2 separate regions of the Mus musculus genome follow, and region 1 is linked to region 2. The links are chromatin contacts, called in public ChIA-PET maps. All regions are on one chromosome and are shown on one strand. Each heading gives the region's core, a stretch centred on a gene start, on an enhancer-like site or on the middle of the called end of the contact. The rest is flanking DNA. Distances are from core to core; before and after follow the strand shown. Region 1 has its middle 20 kb from the start of Ccn5. Region 2 holds the start of 0610039K10Rik (RIKEN cDNA 0610039K10 gene).

Evidence for each region. ChIA-PET counts read pairs in DNA pulled down with a chosen protein or histone mark.
Region 1: an RNA polymerase II ChIA-PET map of memory CD8 T cells shows a contact between it and region 2, with 107 read pairs. The contact joins the enhancer-like site here to the promoter of 0610039K10Rik in region 2. A contact is called at or near these places in 2 of 39 promoter capture datasets (pre-B cells and stem cell-derived epiblast-like cells), 1 of 15 datasets of contacts at CTCF or cohesin (the NIH/3T3 cell line), 7 of 115 datasets of contacts at active chromatin or transcription factors (the 230-238 cell line, the SCID.adh cell line, embryonic stem cells and 4 more) and 2 of 9 other capture datasets (adipose tissue and liver).

What each region holds. Positions count from the first base shown.
Region 1 is chr2:163,798,817-163,803,087 of GRCm38.p6, reverse strand. No RefSeq gene overlaps it. Among named protein-coding and RNA genes, the nearest start is that of Ccn5, 20 kb to the left of the region's middle. Within about 2 kb of position 1,502, at least 85 of the 459 cell types and tissues checked have an H3K27ac peak or open chromatin away from gene starts, as enhancers often do. A contact at or near this core is called in the NIH/3T3 cell line, the SCID.adh cell line, adipose tissue and 2 more, where this site is marked.
Region 2 is chr2:163,643,234-163,647,662 of GRCm38.p6, reverse strand. It overlaps 0610039K10Rik (RIKEN cDNA 0610039K10 gene), which reads right to left and starts at 2,813. Exons shown (of 1, transcript NR_028113.1): 1 at 1,863-2,813. Serinc3 (serine incorporator 3) reads left to right here and starts at 2,520. Exons shown (of 10, transcript NM_012032.4): 1 at 2,520-2,665. The coding sequence starts at 2,627.

The DNA of each region.
Region 1 (4,271 bases), core at 253-2,752, 160 kb before region 2:
TCAGGACTAGGGGAGGAGACCAGAGGATCCTTGGGACCTACTAGCCAGCCGGCCTATAACCAAATGTGCAAACCTCAGGTCTCAGTAAGACCTGTCTCAGAAACCAAGGTGGATAGCTCCCAAGGATTGACACTTGGAGTTCACATGCACGTGCGCACACACACCACACCCATACACACACACACACACACACACACACACACACACACACACACACACGAACACATGACCGACTGTACATATGTGCATCTGCTCACACAGGAACACATACATGCATGCACACCTAAGCTAAAAATAAAAGCTCTTAAGATTTGTTTTATTTTTATTTATCTGTGTGTATGACTGTGTGAGCAGATGCACACATGTCAGTAGGCACCCACAGAGGCCAGAGGAGGACATTAGCTCATCTAGAGACAAGAGTTATGGGGGTGGGGAGTGCGCTGGAGAGATGGCTCAGTGGTTAAGAGCACTGACTGCTCTTCTGAAGGTCCTGAGTTCAAATCCCAGCAACCACATGGTGGCTCACAGCCATTTGTACAGCTACAGTGTACTCATATATAAAATAAATAAATCTTTAAAAAAAAAAAGTTACAGGGGGTTGTGAGCCATCTGACATGGGTCCTGAGAACCAAACTTGAGTCTTCTGCAAAAACAGCAAGCAAGTGCTCCTACCTGCTGAGCCATCTCTCCAGTCCAAATTAATTTTCTTTGAAAGCATTTAAAGGTGGCTCTAGGTGCCCACCACCAAGCTTCACTGTCTTCAGCTCCTGTGACCCAATTCTTAAAAGAGAAAACCAACCATGGCATGAGCCCCGATAAATAAAATAAAATAAATTAATTTAAATGTAATTTAAAAATTAAAAAGAACTCAGCAGCTCTTATGTTAAGTTATTACAGGTCAAGCTCCAAATGGCTGTGGCTTTATTATTAAGCATAGAGTTCTGAGTGTAGTTTTGGCCTTTTGTCTTTATGGTAAGCACCCCAGTGTACCCCAAGCATTGATGTTTGGATGTCACCAAGCAGTGGGTGGCACTCAGATCCTGTCCCCCTGCCCTCCTGCCCTGCACCTCCAAGCTTTGATCTGCCCTGGCTTTGTACACTCCCAGGCACAGCGTTCTTTCTCAAATCCCGTGCACCAGACAAAAGCCAGCCCTGACATGGTAGGTCCTCATCCCAACTGCCCACTCTGGCCAACACATCACAAAGCTGTTCTAAGCCTTGATTGTCCTTCCTGGACAGTGGGCACAGAGCGCAGATGCCACAGCTCTGAGGAGGTACAGGGCATGTGTTCTGTGAACACATTTCACAGGCCCCTGCCCAGGGTCTGATCAAAGCTCTTGCCTGTTCTTATTTTATGACTTTGGAAATGTCTTTGAGCTAAGGATCTAGGGCTTTTGAACAGCGGCATACCGGTTCCAGGCTCACAGAAGAGCTGGCGTGTGAGTTTCTGTGTGACAGCTCAGCTCTGTGCCACGGATGTGGGAAGGGCTCAATCACGTTACTGTGGTTTTGAGCAGTCTCCATGTTAACCAAGATGTGGGAATGTTAACATATGGCTGTGATCAGTCCTCAGACCCATGTCCCTGAAACACAAAGGAACACCAGACCTGCTTCTAGGGACAGGAGGCTGCTCTTTCTTCTTGCTCCATGGTGACTTTCTAGATTCCACCTCTGAAGCCTTTTTCCTTACTTCCAAGTAAAAGCCAGTGAGACATGAGTGTGTCTCAGGTTTCCCCATCCAGCCCATTCCCTCTGGCTTTGCAGCTCTGGGCAGACGTATCACCCTCTCTGAACCTCCTTAATAGCTAGCAGCAGAGCTGGAGGCTCTGTTCCTAAGAACTGGGATGCTTCTGACATTCACAGACTCTTCTTCATAGCATCAGTGGCCCAGAAGAGAGGGTGTGGCTCACCCAAGGACTCAGGGTCAGGGCCCCTGCTCCGTGTGGAATTTGGATTTTGTTGCCCAGAACAGCCTCTCCTGGTGCCTGGAATCCCACCAGGAATGATTCACGCCTCTGGGAAGCCACTGGCCTCTCACCCACTAAGCAATAACAATAACAGTCCCCCACTGTGGTGGTGGCTTCTTTGCTGAGAACTTTCACACTGCGGTCTCAGTTGGCCTTGGCACACTGCCCAGGGTAGGCAGGAAGATGAGAACAGCTGGTGTCAGGTCAGGAACTTACCTACCTACTCAAAGCTGCATAGCAAGCTAGAACCCAAGCCTGGTGGCCTGGACTCCACTTGCTTCTTGGGCATTGCCCTACACACACACACACACACACACACACACACACACACACACACACACACACATAGACACACACACAGAGACAGACAGACAGACAAACACACACACACACACACAGAGACAGGCACACAGACAGACACACACACACACACACATACACACACACACACACACAGACAGACACACAGACAGACAGACACACAGAGACACACACAGAGACAGACAGACAGACAGACAGACAGACACACACACACACACACACTGATTTCAAATGTTTTTTTTAAAACTATATACAACAGCTAAGCCACAGAAACTACCCAAATGCCCAGTGGCCATTGAATGGATAATCGAAATGTAGTATGTCTGTACAACGGAACATTACTCTGTCTTGAAAAGTAGGGAAATTCTGACTAGTGCTACAACATTCTGCTAAGTGAAATAAATTAGTCACATACAAAAGACCCCCAAACACTGGATGAGTGCAGTTAAAAGAAGTATTTAAAGGAGCCCAGTTCACAAAGATCAAAAACACAGTTGCCAGGCCCTCGTTGAGGACAGAGGGATGGTTGTTATTTGATGGATACAAAGTTTCAGTTTTGTAGGGGGAGGAGTCCTGTGGGTGGATGATGGGGGGGGGGCTGCACACAAGGTACTCAATGCCACTGAACTGTGCTTTTAAAAATGTTAAGATGAGTTGGGATATAGTTCAGGGCATAGCACACTCTCCCCGTGGGTGAGGCCCTGAGTTCAACTCCTGAAAACTCAGAAAGTCAAGCCAGTAAATGTCATGCTATGTGTACAGTCACACACACACACACACACACACACACACACGTATGTTGGGTATACACACCCACATGTGTGGAAGCCAGAGGTTGACATCTGTGTCCTTCTCTATTATTCTCCATTTGTCATTTTCTCCACGTCTCTCACTGGATCTGGAGCTTCTTGCTTCAATGAGACTGGCTGGCCCGCTGGCCTCCAGCATCTATCTGTCCCTGATCCCCAGGTGCTAGTGTTTCAGATAGGTGCCGCCATGCCTGGCTTTTTTCAGGGGTCCTGGGGATCTGAACTTAGGTCTCCATGCTTGTGCAGCTGTTGCTCCACCCACTGAGCCATCTCCCCAGCCCCAAGATTTAAAAAGTTGAAAATGATGTTGCTAAGAGGAAGGTGGTGCTCTGCTTAACATTCCGGAGAATACACACCGCGGCTGGGAGATGGCTCAGCGGGTAAGGGCTCTTGCTGGACAGCATGAAGACTTGAGTTCCATCTTCAGAGTCCATATAAAATGATCTGAATATGATCCTGCATGCACCCGCAACCCCAGCATTAGAAACCAGGGGCAGGCGGATCCCAAGGGCTCACTCTCAAGGGCTGGCTAGCTCAACCAAAATGGCGAGCTTCAGGATCTATGAGAGACCCTGTGTCACAAATGAAGATGGAGTATGATGGAGGATAACTGATGCTGACCTCTGACCCCTACTTGGGCTTGTGTACCGAGAGAGAAAGAGAGAGAGAGAGAGAGAGAGAGAGAGAGAGAGAGAGAGAGAGAGAGAGAGAGAGAAGAGGGAGGGAGAGAGAAAGAGAGGGAGAGGGGGAGAGAGAGAGAGGAGGTGGAGGAGGAGGAGGAAGAGGAGGAGGAAGAGAAGGAGAAGAAGAAGAAGAAGAAGAAGAAGAAGAAGAAGAAGAAGAAGAAGAAGAAGAAGAAGAAGAAGAAGAAGAAGAAGAAGAAGAAGAAGAAGACCTTAGTTTATCATAATGTGTATCTGTCAGGGATAAGTTAGGTCATGATGCTGTAACAAACAGCCCCTAAATCTGCATAGCATCAGACAAGTGTCCCTGCACCATACTACCCTCATATCACATGTACCCAGGTGTCTTCTTCCTTTCTACCCTAAACCTCCCTGTCTGCACCCCAAGCCCAGGATAAAGCCACTGACCCTGAAGCTTATCCATTCAGCTAGACTGGATGGCGGGGAAAGCCCCAACTTTTCTCAACACAGTGAATCATCTGGGAAACAAT
Region 2 (4,429 bases), core at 1,564-4,063:
AGGTCCAGCGACAGGCCCAAAGTGGGACCCAGCTCAAGGGGAGGTCCCAAGGCCTTATACTATTACTGAGGCTATGGAGCGCTCACAAAAAGGGAGCTAGCATGACCACACTCCAGAAGACCCAACAAGCAGCTGAAAGAGTCAGATGCAGATCTTTTCATCCAACCGATGGACAGAAGCTTCTGACCCCTGTGGTTGAATTAGGGAAGGCTGAACGAAGCTGAGGAGGAGCACTACCCTGTAGGAGGACCAGCAGTCTCAATTAATCTGGACCCCCCAAGATCTCTCAAACACTGGACCACCAAACAACAAGTAGCACACACCCGGCTGATATGAATCCCCCAACACACATACAGCAGAGGACCCCCGGGGTTTGTGTTCAATTACAGATGATAGCACCTAACCCTCAAGAGACTGGAGGCCCCCAGGGAGTTTAGAGGTCAGGTAGGGTAGAGGGTGGGGACAGCCTCTTGGAGACAGGGAGGTAGGGAGGAGGTATGGGATGTGGAACAGTTGAGGGTGGGGAGGGGGAATAAAATCTGGAGTGTAGATAGATAGATAAATAAATAAATAAATAAATAAGCAGATGGGAAAAAAATCAAACCTGGGGTTTTTTTTTTTTCATGTTATAGTGACTGGAGTCATGTTATAGTGTTGCTGTCTCATCCTCTGTTTCTTCAATCCTTGATCCCTCCCTAGAGACCCTGTTGACAGAGATGGCTTGGCCACTCCCTCTATAGGCCAAGCACAAGGATCCTAGGTGTATACCACCAAGCCCAGCCCAACCTTGACCTTCTTATCCTCCGACCGCTTCAGGCCAAGTACAAGGTGTATATTGGTCACCAGGCCTGGCTTACGTAGAGGTGGAGTTCAAATACTAGACAAGCACTCTACCAATTGAACTACAATCCTCAGCCCTTGAATAAACTTCTACTGAAAAAAAAATCCTCCTGTATATACCATCTCATATTACTTATTGAGTGAAATTGTTGGTTTCTGGGTGGAAGCCAGAAAAAAGAAAACTCATTTCCAGAGATAAGCTTAAAACTGAAAGCTTTATTTTCTAAGCATGCAGGGAGCCGGCCAGTTTGGGATCTGTACTTTTTTTTTTTTTTTTTTTTTTTTTTTTTTTTTTTTTGGTTTTTCGAGACAGGGTTTCTCAGTGTAGCCCTGGCTGTCCTGGAACTCACTCTGTAGACCAGGCTGGCCTCAAACTCAGAAATCCTCCTGCCCCTGCCTCCCAAGTGCTGGGATTAAAGGCGTGCACCACCACCGCCTGGCTGGGATCTGTACATTTTTAAGGGATGGGAACCCAAAGCAGGGGGTAGTGGGGAGCCTCAGTATTATCTAATTGTATTTTGATATTATGGGTACCTATTGGAGACTGGGCTGTATCCTGGGCACCTGGCTTCAAGGTCATTAATTCAGCTCTTGGAGTCAAGTCTTCTGGACTCTGGCCCGGAATTTTAGAATGATAAGGGAACAGAGGAGTGGGCGAGCTGCATGTAGTCAATTAGTGCATAACAGGCAATGGTTATAGGTTTTTATAACTTATGCATGTTGGCTCAGATAACAGTAGTTTCTATATTCTTTACTGGTTAACAGACAAGAAAACATTTGGACAAGTGGGGTAGGCATTCGGAGCAGGACCTTGTTTGGCCCGGCCTTCAAGGAGGGGAAGTTGTCCCTGAAATATCTGGACTCAGACAATTGTTTTCAACCGAGGTTGCTGAGCTGTTGGTAAAGTCCCCAGCTCCCCCAGGGCCTGAGACCTTGAATTTAGAAAACGAAAACGGTAGTACTTAGCATAAGTTTCTTTTGCTTGTTCCCAACAAAATGAGGACATGACTGCTCCAAGGTATGGCTGAGGAGAAAATTTTTATTATAGATATGAGAACGAGTACAGCCAGAGGCATCGGGAAGAGTCTAGGACAGGGAAAGTAGTGAGCTGAACCTGGCCAGCAGACTGACCCCCGCGGAGGGAGGGGGCAGGGGGAAAGGGGGGCAGGGGAAAAGAGGAAGGGGGAAAGGGGAAGGGGAGACAAGGCTGGAGAAGTTTCCGGTAGGGTGTGGGGTAAGAAGAGTGGCTTTTTTGTTCGTCTGAAACTCTATGTAGCACAGGATAGTTTTGAACTCCTGATCCTCCAGCCTCATCCTCTTTAGTTCTGGGATTACAGATGCTAACTGATTATTGAATGGCCCAACATAGCCTGTTTGCCTCTGAGTTTGCCAACATTCCATCTCTCAATAATCACAAAGTACTGCCCAGCCACGACTTAACAGTCTGTAGGATCTTTATTTAATTCGGATGTAGCTTCTTCCGAGGATAAGTGCAGTTCGTAGGGAACATGCTGTCTTTCTGCACCTTTATGTTGCCTCTGACCACCAGCGCCCCAAGCGAGCCCGGAGTTGTATGCCACGAACCCTCTACGTCCTCTGCCACCCCAGCAGTCTTAGGCTCCGCCTTCTCCCCCTCCGTGGGCGGGGCCACCCAATGACGTAAACTGGGCGTCCTGCGAAGGGCGGGCCCTGTTTCCGGCTTGAGGATCCGTCGCGTTTCTGAGGCGACGCCTCAGTCAGCAGTTAGGATCCGCTCGGAGCGGTCGGTCTCGGCCCCGGCGTCACCATGGGGGCCGTCCTCGGCGTCTTCTCCCTCGCCAGCTGGGTGAGTCCCGAGGCCTCGGCCGTCCGGGGCCTGAGGCGCGCAGGGGGTGGGTGTCGGGCCGCCCGAGGCGGACCCTCCACTCTCTGAGGCTAACAGAGAGGAGCGGGCAGGCCCAGGGTCCAGGCCCGGTAGCCGTCGTCCCGGAGTCGGGGTGCGGCGGCTCGGCTGGCTCTCGCTGTGGGCGGAGGGTCGCGGGAGGCCGGACCGCCATTGTTTACAATTTCGACGCCCCGCCCCCGCCAGCCTTCCGGACCCAGGGTTCCCGCGGCCAGGCGACGCCGAGGTTCCACGGCGCGGGTTCCTGAGTGGCTAGAGGATGGCGTCAGGGAATTTAGGGCCACTGTAGTCATTTTTCTTCATAGTTCGGCATATGCCAGCGCTACTGAGTGGGGTTGGGAGCGGGGCTTTTAAGTCAGCCCTGCTGCAGGTCGCGAGCAAAAGGCGTTTAATTAGAAGCCCCGCGGCCTAAATATTTTCGAATTAAACACCCTAGCATTCCTCTCCTCCAGAACTGTTGTGAGGATAAAGTAAAGAAATTAGTCCGATTCCCCTTGTCAATGGTAAAACGTTTTTAGAAGTTAATTTTAGGATCTCTTTAACCTAAGGAATAATCTAACAAATCTGCCTCAGAGGAACTTGGTAGCTTGAACCACAGTGCCTAATTGTTTTCTCCTTCCCGAGCTGATGTAATGAACCAAGGACTCAGGCTCTGCTCATGTCAATGGCATGTCTCAGGGCAGAAGTAATGTCGAAGATATCTTGTATATTTTTCTCCTCCTGGTTTAAAACCATAATTTGAAAATATCCTATCCAGGTGTTCATATCTAGAAACTCCTTGCATATATTGTTAATTCAGTTTTTACCCAGTAGGGGGTTAGGATACCAGAGTGGAATGAGAGAAGAGTACGAAATTAAAGGCTGTGGAGGGCCATGGCAGATCATTTGTTATTTGTTTTGAGACCCTGTCTCAAAACAGGGAGGTGCAAATTACAGTTTATGGGTAGGTTTTTAGAGGCTGTGGGTTTAGTCTCCAATTGCCACTATCCACCCCCATCTCCCATCCCACGCCAAAAAAGGGGGACAGAATATCAGGGAGCCAAATCATGCAGATACCCACTGTATGCCTTTATTTTTTAGGCAATCTCTTTGGTCATTCTGGGTGTTTAAGATTGCACCCAGGACCTTGTTTGTCCAAAGCTTATCTCTGAGAGCTCCTCCAGCTACACCTCCAGTCCAGTCTGGATTAAAGATTTCAAAGGACTTTTGTACGTGTTTAATTTTTGCCTTATTGAGATAGGTCACCAGATCTCCCTGAGTATCCCATGCTGGCCTTTCATTCACAGTTCTCCTTATTGGGATTGTAGGAAGGTGTTACTCCTGGCAAAGAAGTTTGGCCTTTACTTTTTTTGAAATATGGTTTTACGTTGTAGCCCAGGTTGGCCTTGAACTTTTAGCAATCCTCCTACCTCAGCCTAGTGCCGAAACTACAGATGTGAGTCCCCACTACTGGCATGTCTTAGTAAAATGCTTCACATTATTATTACTTGGGGCGGCGGGGTGGGGGTGGGGGCAGGATTTCACTCTGTTAGCTCAGCCTGTCTAGAACTGCAGATCCTTCTGCCTCAGCCTCCTGAGTGCTGCGGTTACAGAAGTATGCCACTTTCCTGGCTTTTTTTTTTTTTTTTTTTTTCCTGAAAAGAGTGTATCTGTGGAAGACTGAGTTTTGGTGATGAGTAACTCAGGTGATTAGGTCTTGCTGAAAGA